Regions from separate parts of the Sus scrofa genome. Here regions 2 and 3 are each linked to region 1. Evidence: chromatin contacts called from public Hi-C data. All regions are on one chromosome and are shown on one strand. Each heading gives the region's core, a stretch centred on a gene start, on an enhancer-like site or on the middle of the called end of the contact. The rest is flanking DNA. Distances are from core to core; before and after follow the strand shown.

What was found. A called contact is a pair of places that touch in the nucleus more often than the background predicts.
Region 2: a contact with region 1 is called in a Hi-C map of liver, with 4 times the contacts expected there. The contact joins the promoter of NR6A1 here to the promoter of PSMB7 in region 1. A contact is called at or near these places in 2 of 47 Hi-C or Micro-C datasets (embryonic fibroblasts and liver).
Region 3: a contact with region 1 is called in a Hi-C map of liver, with 5 times the contacts expected there. The contact joins the promoter of DENND1A here to the promoter of PSMB7 in region 1. A contact is called at or near these places in 1 of 5 promoter capture datasets (liver) and 1 of 47 Hi-C or Micro-C datasets (liver).

Annotation. Positions count from the first base shown.
Region 1 is chr1:265,232,911-265,237,360 of Sscrofa11.1, reverse strand. PSMB7 (proteasome subunit beta 7) reads left to right here and starts at 1,972. Exons shown (of 8, transcript NM_001097476.2): 1 at 1,972-2,047; 2 at 2,482-2,575; 3 at 3,551-3,648. The coding sequence starts at 1,986.
Region 2 is chr1:265,569,107-265,573,478 of Sscrofa11.1, reverse strand. It overlaps NR6A1 (nuclear receptor subfamily 6 group A member 1), which reads left to right and starts at 2,592. Exons shown (of 10, transcript NM_001097499.1): 1 at 2,592-2,857. The coding sequence starts at 2,758.
Region 3 is chr1:264,821,561-264,825,713 of Sscrofa11.1, reverse strand. DENND1A (DENN domain-containing protein 1A) reads left to right here and starts at 2,363. Exons shown (of 24, transcript XM_021074670.1): 1 at 2,363-2,521. The coding sequence starts at 2,505.

The DNA.
Region 1 (4,450 bases), core at 723-3,222:
CTCAAGGCCCAGAGAGGTAATGAAAAGGAATTGAACCTTCGGCAAATATTTATTGGACACACAGTTGTGCCAGGCACTGGTTCCGGCTGATTGGAACGCCCTTCAGTCATTCATTCTTCCATTCCTGGTAACAGAGTAGGTGCTGAGTGAATAAGTGAATTAAATAATTTAAATATTTGCTGAGGGAGTAAATGAATTCATCCCATAGTAATTGGGGCTGTGATTTACTTGCTATATAAATTTGAACATGTTACTTTACTTCAATTAACCTTGATTTCCACTGGCAAAATGAGTTGAATTGCCTAGGTACCTGTGAGGTTTGTTGGCAGGATGAAAAATGGATGTGCTATTAATAATCATAGCTATTTATTGAGAAGCTGCTACATGCCAGGAGAGACGCTCTCCATGTACAATTTTCAACTCTCATAGCAGCTTTTAGAAGACTCAAATAAGCATAACAAAATTCATCATTTAAAAATATGCAGTTTGGGAGTTCCCGTTGTGGCTCAGTGGTTAACGAAGCTGACTAGCATCCATGAGGACTTGGGTTCGATCCCTGGCCTCGCTCAGTGGGTTAAGGATCTGGTGTTGTGATGAGCTGTGGTGTAGGTCGCAGATGCGGCTCAGATCTGGCATTGCTGTGGCTGTGGTGTAGGCTGGTGGCTACAGCTTTGATTCAGCCCCTAGCCAGGGAACCTCCATATGCTGTGGGTGGGGCCCTAAAAAGACCAAAGAAAAAAAAATGCAATTCGGTTGCTTTTAGTATATGCACAATGTAGTGTGACCATTACAATTATATACTTTCAGAACATTTTCATCATCCCTAAAAGAGACTGTGTATCTGTTATATTGTCACTCCCCATTATCTCCTCCCCCCATCTCCCAGTAACCACTAATCTATTTTCTGGATGTATGGATTATCCAGAAGGGATATTTCACAAACACAGAACAGTACTTTTTGTGGCTTTTTATGGCTTTTGTCTCCCTGAGCACAACGTTTTCAAAGTTCATCCCTGTTGTAATGTGCCAATGCTTCATTGTTTTTTTATGGCTGAATAATATTCTGTTGCATGAATGTAGCACATTTTGCTTATCCATTCATCAAGTTGATGGACACTTGAGTTGTTTCCATTATCTGGCTATTATGAATGATGCTGCTATAAATATTTGTGTGCAAGTTTTTGTGAACATCTGTTTCCAATTCTCTTGGGCATACACTGATGAGACAATTGTTGGGTCTATGTTTAACTTTTGGGGAACTGCCAAATTGTTTTCAAATGGAGCAGTTGCACCATTTTACATTCCCACCAGCCACCTATGAGGGTTCCAATTTCTCCACATCTCTGCCAACACTTGTTACTTTCTATCTTTTCGATTACAGCCATCCTAGTGGGTGCCATGGTATGGCACTATGGTTTTGATTTGCATTTTTCTAATGACGGATGATGGTGAACATCTTTTTTTACAGGCTTCTTGTTCATTTCACAACAACCTTTTGAGGCGGCTGTTATCTCCATTTGACAGCAGAGGAAACAAATTCAGAGAGTTGAGAGGATTTGCCCCTTGACGGCAGGTGGTGAGGCTCTGCCTAGAAATTGAGTGTGTGAGAGAATTTGCTCCTTGAAGGCAGGTGGTGAGGCTCTGCCTAGAAATTGAGTGTGTCTGTCTGCGAAGCCTCCTGTAGCCCATTTAGCGGTAGAAACCGCTCTGGTCTGGTGAGCTGGAGGCTTGGTCTCTGGTTGTGTCCTCCTTGGAAAAGTCCTTTCCCCCACCACCTTCTCCGGGCGTCAGTTTTTCCTTCCTGCCACTTGGGGCGCTACACTCCAAACATCTCCGGGCTCCTCTAGGAATCCGTAACTCGAAGATCAATACCTTTAGCGCGAAGTTTGCCCCGCCCCTTCAGCTCCAGGTCGCCGGCGGCGCCGGAAGTACTGGGCTCTTTTTGTTTGCTCCCGCCCCCGACCCGGAAGTACCTTTTCAGGAAGATGGCGGCTGTGTCAGTGTATGAGCGACCCGTTGGAGGTTTCTCTTTTGATAACTGCCGCCGGTGAGGCCATGCTCGGGGTCGGATTTCGGGCGGGAGCAGGAGTTCGGTACCTGGGTGGGGTTGGGCTGAGGTCTGAGCCGCGAAGTCCTAAGGAAGGGTGGACGGCCGGGCCTGCGGCCCGCGCCCCGTGTGACTCAGGGGAATCAGGGCCTGAACGTGGGTTTCTTCTGAGGCGGGGTCTGCTTTTCCGCTTTACCTGCGCACCTGGACACCTCCATCTCTCTCTCCTTTGGCGAGGTGTGGACTCTCTCAGACGCTCTCTTCACTGAAACACGGGACAGTAGTCTTGTTGGGAGGAGTCAGTGAACAGATGGGTGTGAAAACAAATGCTAGTAATTTTTCATTTTCCTGAGTTCCCTATCAGATACTCTTCGTGTCAGGACGGCTTAATATGGTCCTGCTCCTCAAAGCTTTATTCTCTCATTTGCTCTTAGAAATGCTATCTTGGAAGCCGACTTTGCAAAGAAAGGATACAAGCTTCCAACGGCTCGTAAAACTGGGACGACCATCGCCGGGGTGGTCTATAAGGTAAGCGGGGACAGGATGAGAGCAGCAGCGACTGGAACTAATTACAGGAACCAAGCCGCTTGGCGGCCTTCACTTCTCTGGGCTGTCTGAGGAAGGGCTCATATTACGGAGCATTACATCAGGGAAAGGTCTTTTAGGAGAGACTCTTCATCAGTTTTGTGCACTTACCAGCTCTCACTCTGCAGAGTTTTTGAGAGGGCCAGTTTCTTTTCTGTCTTAGGTTACTACTTTAGGAAGCAGGATGAAGTAATGGGAGAACACAAGATTAGTTAAACCATTTAATTTCTTTGCTGCCTCTAATTTTGGGCAGGTCACTTTCCTTCTCCATGGCCACATTTTCTTATCCATCGAAGGGACATAATAACTCCTGCCTTAAATTGGCGTGAGGGTGAAAAGAAGTAATGGTTATTGTTGTTGAAGTAGAGAGTGATATCTCTGACAGGAGTTTTCGTTGTGGCGCAGTGGGTTCAGAATCCGATTGCAGCAGCTGTGGTTGTTGCTGAGGTGGAGGTGGGGGTTGGATCGACAGTGGGTGCAGTGGTTTAAAGGATTTGGCTTTGCCAAATCTGTGGCTCAGATTCAATTCTTGGCGCTGAGAACTTCCATATGCCCCAGGTACAGCCATTAAAAAAAAAGAGAAAAAGAAAATGACAGAGGTGTCTATTTTAAGGGAAGGATTTCTGCATATTAATCCAAACTTTTCCCATGTTGGCTCTGTAATTTGTAAGGAATTCACTGAATGTCTGAGCCTCATTTGAAAAACAGGAATGATAGTTCCTACCACCTATTGAAGGTTCAACTAATATTTATTAACGAGCCTTTTCTTGAATTTTGAAAGTATAGCACAATATTTTTAATATGAGTTTTGGCAGGTGGTAGGTAGTTGAGGGAGCAGAGGGTGGTTGGTATTGTTTTTCCTAAATTGTGGTTTGTGTGTGTCAACTTGTTTAAAAGCATATATTTTTTTAAAAATAGGACGGCATAGTTCTTGGAGCAGATACAAGGGCAACTGAAGGGATGGTTGTTGCTGACAAGAACTGCTCAAAAATACACTTCATATCTCCTAACATTTAGTAAGTATTGGTTAGTTTGAATAACTTATATTTTCAAACATCTCAGGGCTAAAATTGAATTTACTGTTTGTCCCTTTAAAACCTGTTGTTCGGCCTGTCTTTCCTTTTTGTCTCCCTTAAATGGCATTTCCATCCACCTAAGTTAGCCATCATCAAGTTCTCTTTCTCCTTTAGTCATTCAGTTCACTTGGTACCCAGTTCCGCCTTTGTGTGCCTCTTGAATCCGCTCCCTCTTACCCTTCCCTCCGCTAAGGCCTTAGTTCAGATTCTATTTTCTCAGCTGGACTATTGCAGTTGTCATTTAAATGGCCTCTCTGCCCTTGGTCGTTTCTCTTTTTCTGTTGTTCATTCTTCTGTTACATTGGGTTTGGTAAAATACAGATCTGATTATGTCCGTTTCCTCTTTAAAACTTTTCAAGAGATTATTCACATTTCCACATTACTTTCAGGATAAAAAAAAAAAAACCTCTAGCATGGTATAAACTTTTGCACAGTCTCACAGAAAACTTTTCATCCTATTTAGCTGCCATCACCCTGTGTCCAGTTATACCTGGACTGTTCCTGTTTGCCTCATGTCCCCTTGCCCCTCATCTCCAAGCTCTCTCACCTCTGCTTTTGCCAGCCCCTCTGCTTAGAAATGCCCTTTCGGGAGTTCTCATTGTGGCACAGTGGTTAACAAATCGGACTAGGAACCATGGGGTTGTGGGTTCGATCCCTGGCCTTGCTCAGTGGGTTAAGGATCCGGTGTTGCCGTGAGCTGTGGTGTAGGTCAAGGACGCAGCTTGGATCCCGTGTTGCTGTG
Region 2 (4,372 bases), core at 1,343-3,842, 340 kb before region 1:
ATTTGACTAGTCAGGGAGATTAGGAAGGCTTCTGGGAGGAAGTGACAACAGAGCTGGAGTCTGAAGGATGAGGAGGAGCTACTTTCAAAGGCTGAATTTTTCTGTCCATCTTTGAGAGTTGACTTAGAATATTCATACATCACTGAAATCCCATGCTTTCAGGAGGTTCCTGCAGTGCCATGTAGCCCCCAATTAGATCTCCAAGGAAGGGGAACTCACTCCTTCCAGAAGTCTGTGATAGAAAGGGAAGCTCTAGCTCTAGGAAGCCTACCTGGTTCTCACTTTAGAACCCAGAGCTGAGAGAAGGGCCCAGAAGCTCCATCTCCTTGGTCCCCCTGCCTCCCACTGCACACTCTAAAGACTCTCCTCCCCCCCTGGGGCTGGGCAATGGTAGTGGGGAAGCAATCATGGAGAAATCATTTCTCACAGTCCACAGAGAGCTCAGCAGAGCAGTAAGGGAACACAGAGGGGATCTAGATGTCTTGAACAGGATTTTGAAAGATGAATAGGAGAGTGGGAGTGAGTTGGGTGAAGCCAATAGTGTGAAGGAGTCAAGCATTCAGGTTTTGGTGTATGACCAACTGGGTTTGGAATCCCTCTTACTGATGGGTGGTTTCGTCCAATAGGGGCAATACTGGAGCTACCTCACAGAGGAGACATGAGGTTTTGAGAACACAGCATTCATGTAGCTGGCACAGATTAAGGATGCACTACAGGTTAACCATTGTTGGTGAGGAATCGCCATCCAACCTGTAAATGCAGGGAAGCACTGCAAAACACCCTGCCCAGCAGGTGGGGGAGGAGTGTAATGAGAAATGTGGGCAGAAGTCAGAGAGGCAGGGCAGAAGTCAGAGTCGCACCAACCGACACGATGAGGATTTAAACATTAAGCAGGAGTTCCCCTGTAGCTCAGCAGGATAAGAAAGAGACAAAGTATCCGTGAGGATGTGGGTTTGATCCCCGGCCTTGCTCAGTGGGTTAAGATCTGAAGTTTCTTCGGTGTCACAGCTGCAGCTCGGATCCTGCCATTGCTGTGCCTGTAGGGTAGGCCATAGCTGCAGCTCCAGTTCAACTCCCAACCCCGGAGAACTTTCTTATACTGCAGGTGTGGCAGCAAAATGATTAAAAGAAATAAATAAAAATTAAGCAAGTAGGAGTTCCCGTCGTGGCGCAGTGGTTAAGGAATCCGACTAGGAACCATGAGGTTGCAGGTTCGGTCCCTGCCCTTGCTCAGTGGGTTAAGGATCCGGCGTTGCCGTGAGCTGTGGTGTAGGTTGCAGACACGGCTCGGATCCGGCGTTGCTGTGGCTCTGGTGTAGGCTGGTGGCTACAGCTCCGATTCGACCCCTAGCCTGGGAACCTCCATATGCCGTGGGAGCGGCCCAAGAAATAGCTAAAAAGACAAAAAAAAAAAAAATTAAGCAAGTAATGACATAGATGAGCCAATAGATTGGTGGGGTGTCAGGGTGGGGAATGGGTAGCCAGTGAGGAAGCTTCGGCATAACTCCGCAGAGTAGAGGCGGTCAAGGAATCAGCCAGTGTTCCTGTTCTTTGTCTTCAAACAGGCCAGGTAGAGCTCAGACCTTGGAAGGCAGCCACGGTGAGAGATGGGTCCCTGAGGTGGACGCCCCCAGCAAGCCGAGGCTGGTGGCTGCACGCCGCTTGGTGGCTGCGCGCCACCTGGTGGCCACAGGAGGTGGGGTCAGCTAGCCCCATCAGAAACTGCAAAATCTGGGATTTTGCTCTGGGAGACTGAGGCAAAGAGCTACGGCGGGGGAGGCTGGGATCCTCCAACTGGACCCCATCCCTATTCTAATCCCATTTCACAGATAAAAAAACTGAGGAGGAGGGAAAGCGAACTGGGTAAGGAGCCTCTTAAACGGGGGTGGGGGTGGGGTTCAAGACACCAGGAATGGACAGTCTGAGTTTCTTTAACGGCATCAATGGCCTGAAGCTTACTTAGTTTGCCATTCTGTTCTTTGGTCAGGGGTGAAAATGAAAGAGGAGGAAGAGAAACTTTAGTCTTTCCCGCCCACCCGGAGGTAAAAGGCTTTAAAGAGTACCCCGGAAAGCAGAGTTTTATAGATTCAATTTGCATACGAACGCAGTCATCCCGAGTTAAACTCCGGTCCTTTAATCTCGGGTCCAATTTGTCCCAAAGCCGCGGAGGAAGGCCCTCGTGAATACCTCCAAACTCCGCCCCCTCCGAGCCCCGCCTACAGGGCTGGGCTTCATTGCACGTGCTCACCCGGCTCCTTCGCGATCCGCCTCCTAGGAAAGACTCATTGTCAGGGAGGGAGGATACGGAGCATCGCAGGGACGGTTGATCATGGATATGTCATAATAAAGAGCAGACCCTGAAGTAATATTTATTCAGTTTTTTACCAGAAGTTTTCATCAGAGTTCGTGATGGTGACAAGCCTTGGCCTTCCCTTCTCAGGGCCTCCGTTCCCTTCTCCCACCCCTTCAATTGGTGGGGTCCCGCCCGGCCGACCTCGCCCGGTGGACTCCAATTCCCAGGGTGCCCCGCGGGGCATGCGTGGCAGCGGCGCGTGACGTCGGGGGTGGGAGCTGGCCAGTGCTGAGGGGGCGCGGCGCGGAGGGGCGCGGAGCCGGGCGGCTAGGGGCCCAGAGAGCGCCGCGGCCGGGAGCCCTCCGGCCCCTGACAGCCCCCTCCCCCCCGGCGGACGACGACGACGGCGAGGGCGCCGGTCATGGCGGAGCAGCGAACCGAGCGCGGGTCCTGAGCACCACCGCATGGAGCGGGACGAACGGCCGCCTAGCGGAGGGGGAGGCGGCGGGGGCTCGGCGGGGTTCCTGGAGCCGCCCGCCGCGCTCCCTCCGCCGCCGCGCAACGGTGGGTGAGGGGAGTTCAGAGTCCCGGCCCGGCAAGAACCGGCGCCCTGTCCCCTGCCCTGGGGATCCCTCTCCTTTCAGCCGACTCTCACCGTGGGAAGCTGCGGCGACCCCGGGTCCCCCCAGCGCGGACCCTCCCTCTCCTCCTTCCTCCTTCCCCGTTCCTCTCCGTGCTGATCCTCCCCCTGCCCAGTTCCCTCAATCCCGACCCTCGTTTCCCCCTCCCCCCTGTCCCCTCCGCACAAGCCTCCCCTCCCCCCGTCCCTCTGCGCGAATCCTCCCCCTTCCCTTAGGTCCCTTCTGCGCCGACCCCTCTCCCCGTCTCTCGGCCCCCTCACCTCCAGTCCCGTCAGTGGGGGCTTTCCCTCCCCCTCCAGTTCCCTCTGCTCCGAGGCCCTTTCCCCCCCCCCCGCTGGGGGACCCCTCTGTGGGGGCCTCTCCCCCAAAGTGTTCCCTTCGACTCTAAGCTTTTCTCTCCCCACCCGGATCTCCCCCACCGTGTTCCCCCACGCGGGCCCTTCTTCCTCCGCGGAAGCTCCCTCAGCGCCCTGAGGACGCCACACCCTCGTCCCCTTGGTTCTCTCTGCCCCTCACCTTTTCCCGTCTCCCTGCCGTCCCGCGCTTCCCGTGCTGCCCCAGCCTCCACCTCGGCACCGAACCCCCAGTTCGGTAGCTACTGGCTCAGCGTTTCCTTTTCGGACCCCGCGCCCTGCTTCTCTGCGCTCCTTCCCGGCGCTCTCCTGCCCGCCTGCCCCGGCCCTGTTCATCTCTTTCCCCCCGGTGGCTCGGATCTCCGGCCCGATCTGGTGCCCGGGACACCTGCCTCTTCCCTCCTTGCACTCGCCGGTCTCGGCCCGCGCCTGCCCAAGCTCACTTCTCTTCCCTTTCGCGATCCCGGAGCCCAGGCCCGGAGAATCCCTCACCTGGCCCTTCCCTCCCTCCGCTCTCCCCTGCCCCACGTCCCGGCCAAGTCCTCAGGTTCCTCGGGGCTGTGGCTGGGCCCGACTCGCCCTCCCACCCCCGGCTCCCTCCCCCCGCGGGGTGTTTTATTTGTATCTGTTTGATATTTTTCCCCTCAGTGTTTGCCGCGGAATGTTTTTATTGGTAACGTGTAAGGAGCTTTTGTGAGGTCGTAAAAGGTGAACTTTTGAACTTGGAAAGCGCCCTGGAGCAATTAGCGCAGGCGATAGCCCCGGGAGGCCTGCATTACAAAGGGTGCTCGTACCGGCCGGCAAACGCTTCGGCGGCAAACCCGATTTATTTATTTATTTGCCCTGCCTTCCACCTTTCACATCTCCTCATTTCCGAATAAAGGGCAGGCTCTCAGAGATCCGTGCCTCCTCCCCTCTCTGCGCCATAAACGCGCAATTCTCTGAAAGATCTAGGACCGAACAGTGTCTAACAAGTAACAGATTTCAAATTGAATGCAAACACCCGGGACAGTTAGGAGGCACTAAAAATTAATTGCTTCAGCAAGAAGTTTCTCAGTCAGGACAGTGACCTGGCAGGTGTGAGG
Region 3 (4,153 bases), core at 1,114-3,613, 410 kb after region 1:
CTATCCATGTTGCTGCAAATGGCATTATGTCGTTCTTTTTTATGGCTGAGTAGTATTCCATTGTGTATATATACCACATCTTCCGAATCCAATCATCTGTTGATGGACATTTGGGTTGTTTCCATTACACAGTATTTTTTAAATTGCAGATAATTTTTAAAGGCTTACCACATGCTAGTCACTGTTTATGTACTTTATAAGTGTCATTAACTCATTTAATCTCCATGCCATTTCCATAAGATAGATCTATGACTATAATTTCCATTTTACAGACAGAGAATCTGAGGCACAGGGAAAGGGAATAATTTACTCAAGGGCACATATTTAGTAAGAGGCCGAGCTGAGATTTGAACCCAGGCAGTCTGGCTCCAGAGCCTGCCCGCTTAATTCCTATATCACCCTCTCTCTTATGATGTGAACTCCTCCTATATTCCTTCTACCAGGAGGAAACTGAAGCAGACATTTGCTTAAAATCTTTTGCTTCAAATGTGTTGGAGAAGCAGCTAGCATGAGAAGCCAGACTCCTAACTCCCCGCTCAATGTTCTCTCCCCAGACCACCCCGTAGTCTCAGAGGCCACCTGGACAGATTCACAGGCCTCCCCCTCCAGTCTCTCCCTGCATCACGCACACACCACCACCACCACCACCACCACCACCACCTCACCCAGCAGACACTCAGACATTTCTGTGGCCAGGATGGCTACAACATCCTTTGAAAAACAGCCAGCTTTCCCCTCCACCAAATAATTTTGTTTTATTTATAGTCTCCTGCTCAGAGCTTTTGAACTGGCTGCTCATTCCAGGGAAGATCTTGATAACAACTGTTCCTTGGAGAGGGTTCATAGGAAACAAGGTGAATAAACACTACAGAGGCCCTGCCTCTGTCTAGCAGAGCTTTGCTCCTGGGGATGTTTATAAGTCAGTGTTGGTGTCTGGGTGCAAGAGACTTTGAATTCGAAAAGGCAGTTTGGACATTTTCCACTTTGTTTATTTTAATTCAAAAAAGTTCATCCTATGCCTTCAACAACCTCAGGGCATAGGCAAAAGAGAAACATTATCTTTATCCAGAATGTAACTCTCAAAGGAGTTCTTGCTTTCTTTGCTCTCTGCCCGGTTGGGACTAGTTACTGTGGTGACTGTGGGGTAGGGAGACACTCCACGAATTTATAAGAGCTAAAATGGCAGACGAGATGAATGGTATTTCAGAACAGAAAACTGTAAAAAAGAAGAGCCTAATTTCAAAAGGGAACCATGAACCCACAGCATCTTCTCACCTGTGGGCAAACTATGTCAGGTGTCTGGAATTTCTCAGTCTGGATGCTCATCTCCATTCCACCAGTTGCTACTTATGTAACCTTGAGCACATGCCTCAGTTTCCTCTTTGGGAGGAGCGGGGATAAACTCACAAGATTACTGGGAGGATTGGTTCTAACCAGGTAGAGGAAATATAGCACCTGATTGAGAGAGGATACTCAATCACTCACACATTGAAAGGTAGCTAATGAAAGCGATCATGATTGCTTCCTTTGTGATTCCTGCGGGCCTAGAGGGGATGATATTGGAATGTTCATGAAAGTGAACCCCAAGGAGGAGCAGGTTGATGATCTTGGTTCTTAAGTACCTTCCTTTGCATTGCCTTAATCTCCATCTGTACTGTTACGGTGGCATGAGATTTCTGCATTGGAGCCCCCCAAATGGCTGATGAAGGGAGGCTGAGGTCAAGGGTAGGGGCAGAGCAGAGCCACTCAAGGCGTCCTATGAAGCTCCCAGGTGGCTTTCCTGTGGGTACGTGAGATCTCCTTAAAGGTTCCATCAAGACACACGTTAGGGAAGTGGCTAGTGTGACAGAAGTAGGTCTATGGCTCCCCTGAGGAACTTACTGGAAGGTATACGATTTTCAAAGGGAAACTTGTGTGTTCATGGAAGCCTGAGTGGGAGACAGATTATCTCTACACCCAAGCTCCTGGGAGGGGAGGACTCCATAGGAGAGGAATTGAGTGAAGGTTTCTTCAGGTGAGCTTGACGGTCTCTATGGGATGAAGGTCTTCGAGTCAACAGGACAACTGGGAATGAAGGCCTTCAGGGGCCTGCACCCGGAAGGGACCGGCCACGGAGCTCCGGGCGTCCACTCGGGCGGAAGCGTCGTCCCCGCCCACCCCCCACAGCCTTCAGGCGGCCCCGCCTCCCGCAAGCGGACTACACTTCCCAGCAGCCCCCGTGGGCGGCGGCGGCGCGGGCGGGAGGGGGCGGCCGTGTGAGAGGCGGAGGGGGCGGCGCGCGCCGGGCACGCGCGCCGGCGACCATGGCGTTCGCCCGGCTGAAGCGAGTACATTAACCCCGGGAGGCGGCGGCGGCGAGGGAGGGAGCTTCGAGCGGGCGGGCCCAGCCTGAGGGAAGGGAGGAAGGGGCGGGGAGAGCGCCGGAGGGAGGCCGGTCGGCCGCGGGCGGGCGGGCAGCGCAGCGCCGAGCGGGGCCCGCGGGCCCATGAGGAGGCCCGGGGACCATGGGCTCCAGGATCAAGTGAGTGCGGCCGGGCCGGGCGGAGCCGGGCCGGGCGAGGGGAGGCGAGGCCGGGCAAGGGCTGCAGGCCGCGGGCCGCGCGGGGGACTTGTTGCCGGGACCTGAGGGGCGCCCCGCGTGCCGGCGTCACGCGGGAAGGGGGACTGTTGCCATGACGATCCAGGGAGGCGCGGGGGCGGGGTGCGCGCGGGGTGCAAGGGCGCGGGTGGTCAGGTGCCTTCTCCTCACCTGAGGGCTGAAACAGCTTGAGATTACAAGGTGGCCCCCTCCCCCCGGGTTACGGAGAGCCTCTGAAAACGGTCACACAAGTGTTGGGGGGAGGGCGAGGAACCTCCGGAAGCAACTTCCCCAAGGGTGTTGTGTGTTTGGGCCGCCCCTGAGAGTTGGGCAGGTCCTGAGGTGGCAGCCTGGCTGCTGAAGGCCTGCGGGCCCCCATAAAAAGTCGCGTAAGGTTTTCCGAGGGAGAGGCCACTTAAGGACTTAAGGTCTGAATGTCCTGGGGAGAAAGGCCCTTTTCTCTCTCCTCCTGTTTCTCCCTTCAGTCTCTGAAAGTCTCCTCACAGCAGGGGCCAAAGGCTGTGAGGGAAGATACCTCTGTGCTGTAACTGAGCACCTGATGTTGATAATCGTTGGAAAGGTTTAGTAATCCAATCTGGCAAATTCCCTCATTCATTCATCTGGTGTCCCTGGTGGAGGGTTAGTTTTCCGGGGAAATTGTTGATACATCTGACTTCAGAACCCATTGAAACATTGTTACCCTCTTTCTAGACCTAGAAATTGACTTTGGAAAGTGCAACTTGTACGCAGTCCCATTTGGGTGTGTTGCTTTGGACTCTATCTCCCCTCCCAGCCAGGTCCTCTTTTGGCCTCTCCCTTCCTCAGTTCCAGAACAGGAGATGCCTTATCTTTAATCACTAACAAATGTTCACTTTTTCTCTATGAGTAATAGAATTGTTTAAGGGCACTTAGAAACAAAGTTAACAGCTTAGGCTGTTCCTTAAAACAGCTTTCCTAGGACACTTTAAACCTGCTTCCAAGAAAGTCTGAGGAATGTGTTTATTTCAGCATTTTGAGAATTATGCTGGGGAAGTTTGAAAGGGGAAGGACCTTATGGGTGAAATCTAATAGTTATTCAAGTATTGCATCTCTTGTCCAGTCCATATTCCTGCAGTGTGACCTTTGCCTAGCCTCCTGGGCGACCAGTTTAGGCCTCCATTCACAAAATGTATCTAATTGACTGCAGAAGCCCTGAGACTAGAAAAAGTTTGCTTATGATAATGAAAACGGAAGAGTTGGATGAGCACACTGTTAATTGTTGATTTTTGTGGAAATGAGGGGAAAGAGAAGCATGCTCCATTTAAGAGCCTAAGAAGCTTGGGAGTAAAAAGACGTAGTCTGGGAAGCATTGGGATTAAAGAGGCACTCCAAGCTTAGCTCCTGCTTCCAAGTAAAGCGTTGTAAACTTGGATTTCAATAGTACTTAGAAACACTTTACAAAAGCCACCTTAATGTCGCAGAGTATACTTGTGAAGCTTCTTACTATTCTTGTTACAGAGCTGTTCAGAAACTTGCCAGATAGGAGTCAAGTCAGTGTCGGAATCAACATGAAAATCCAACAAGTGGAAGTTCAGA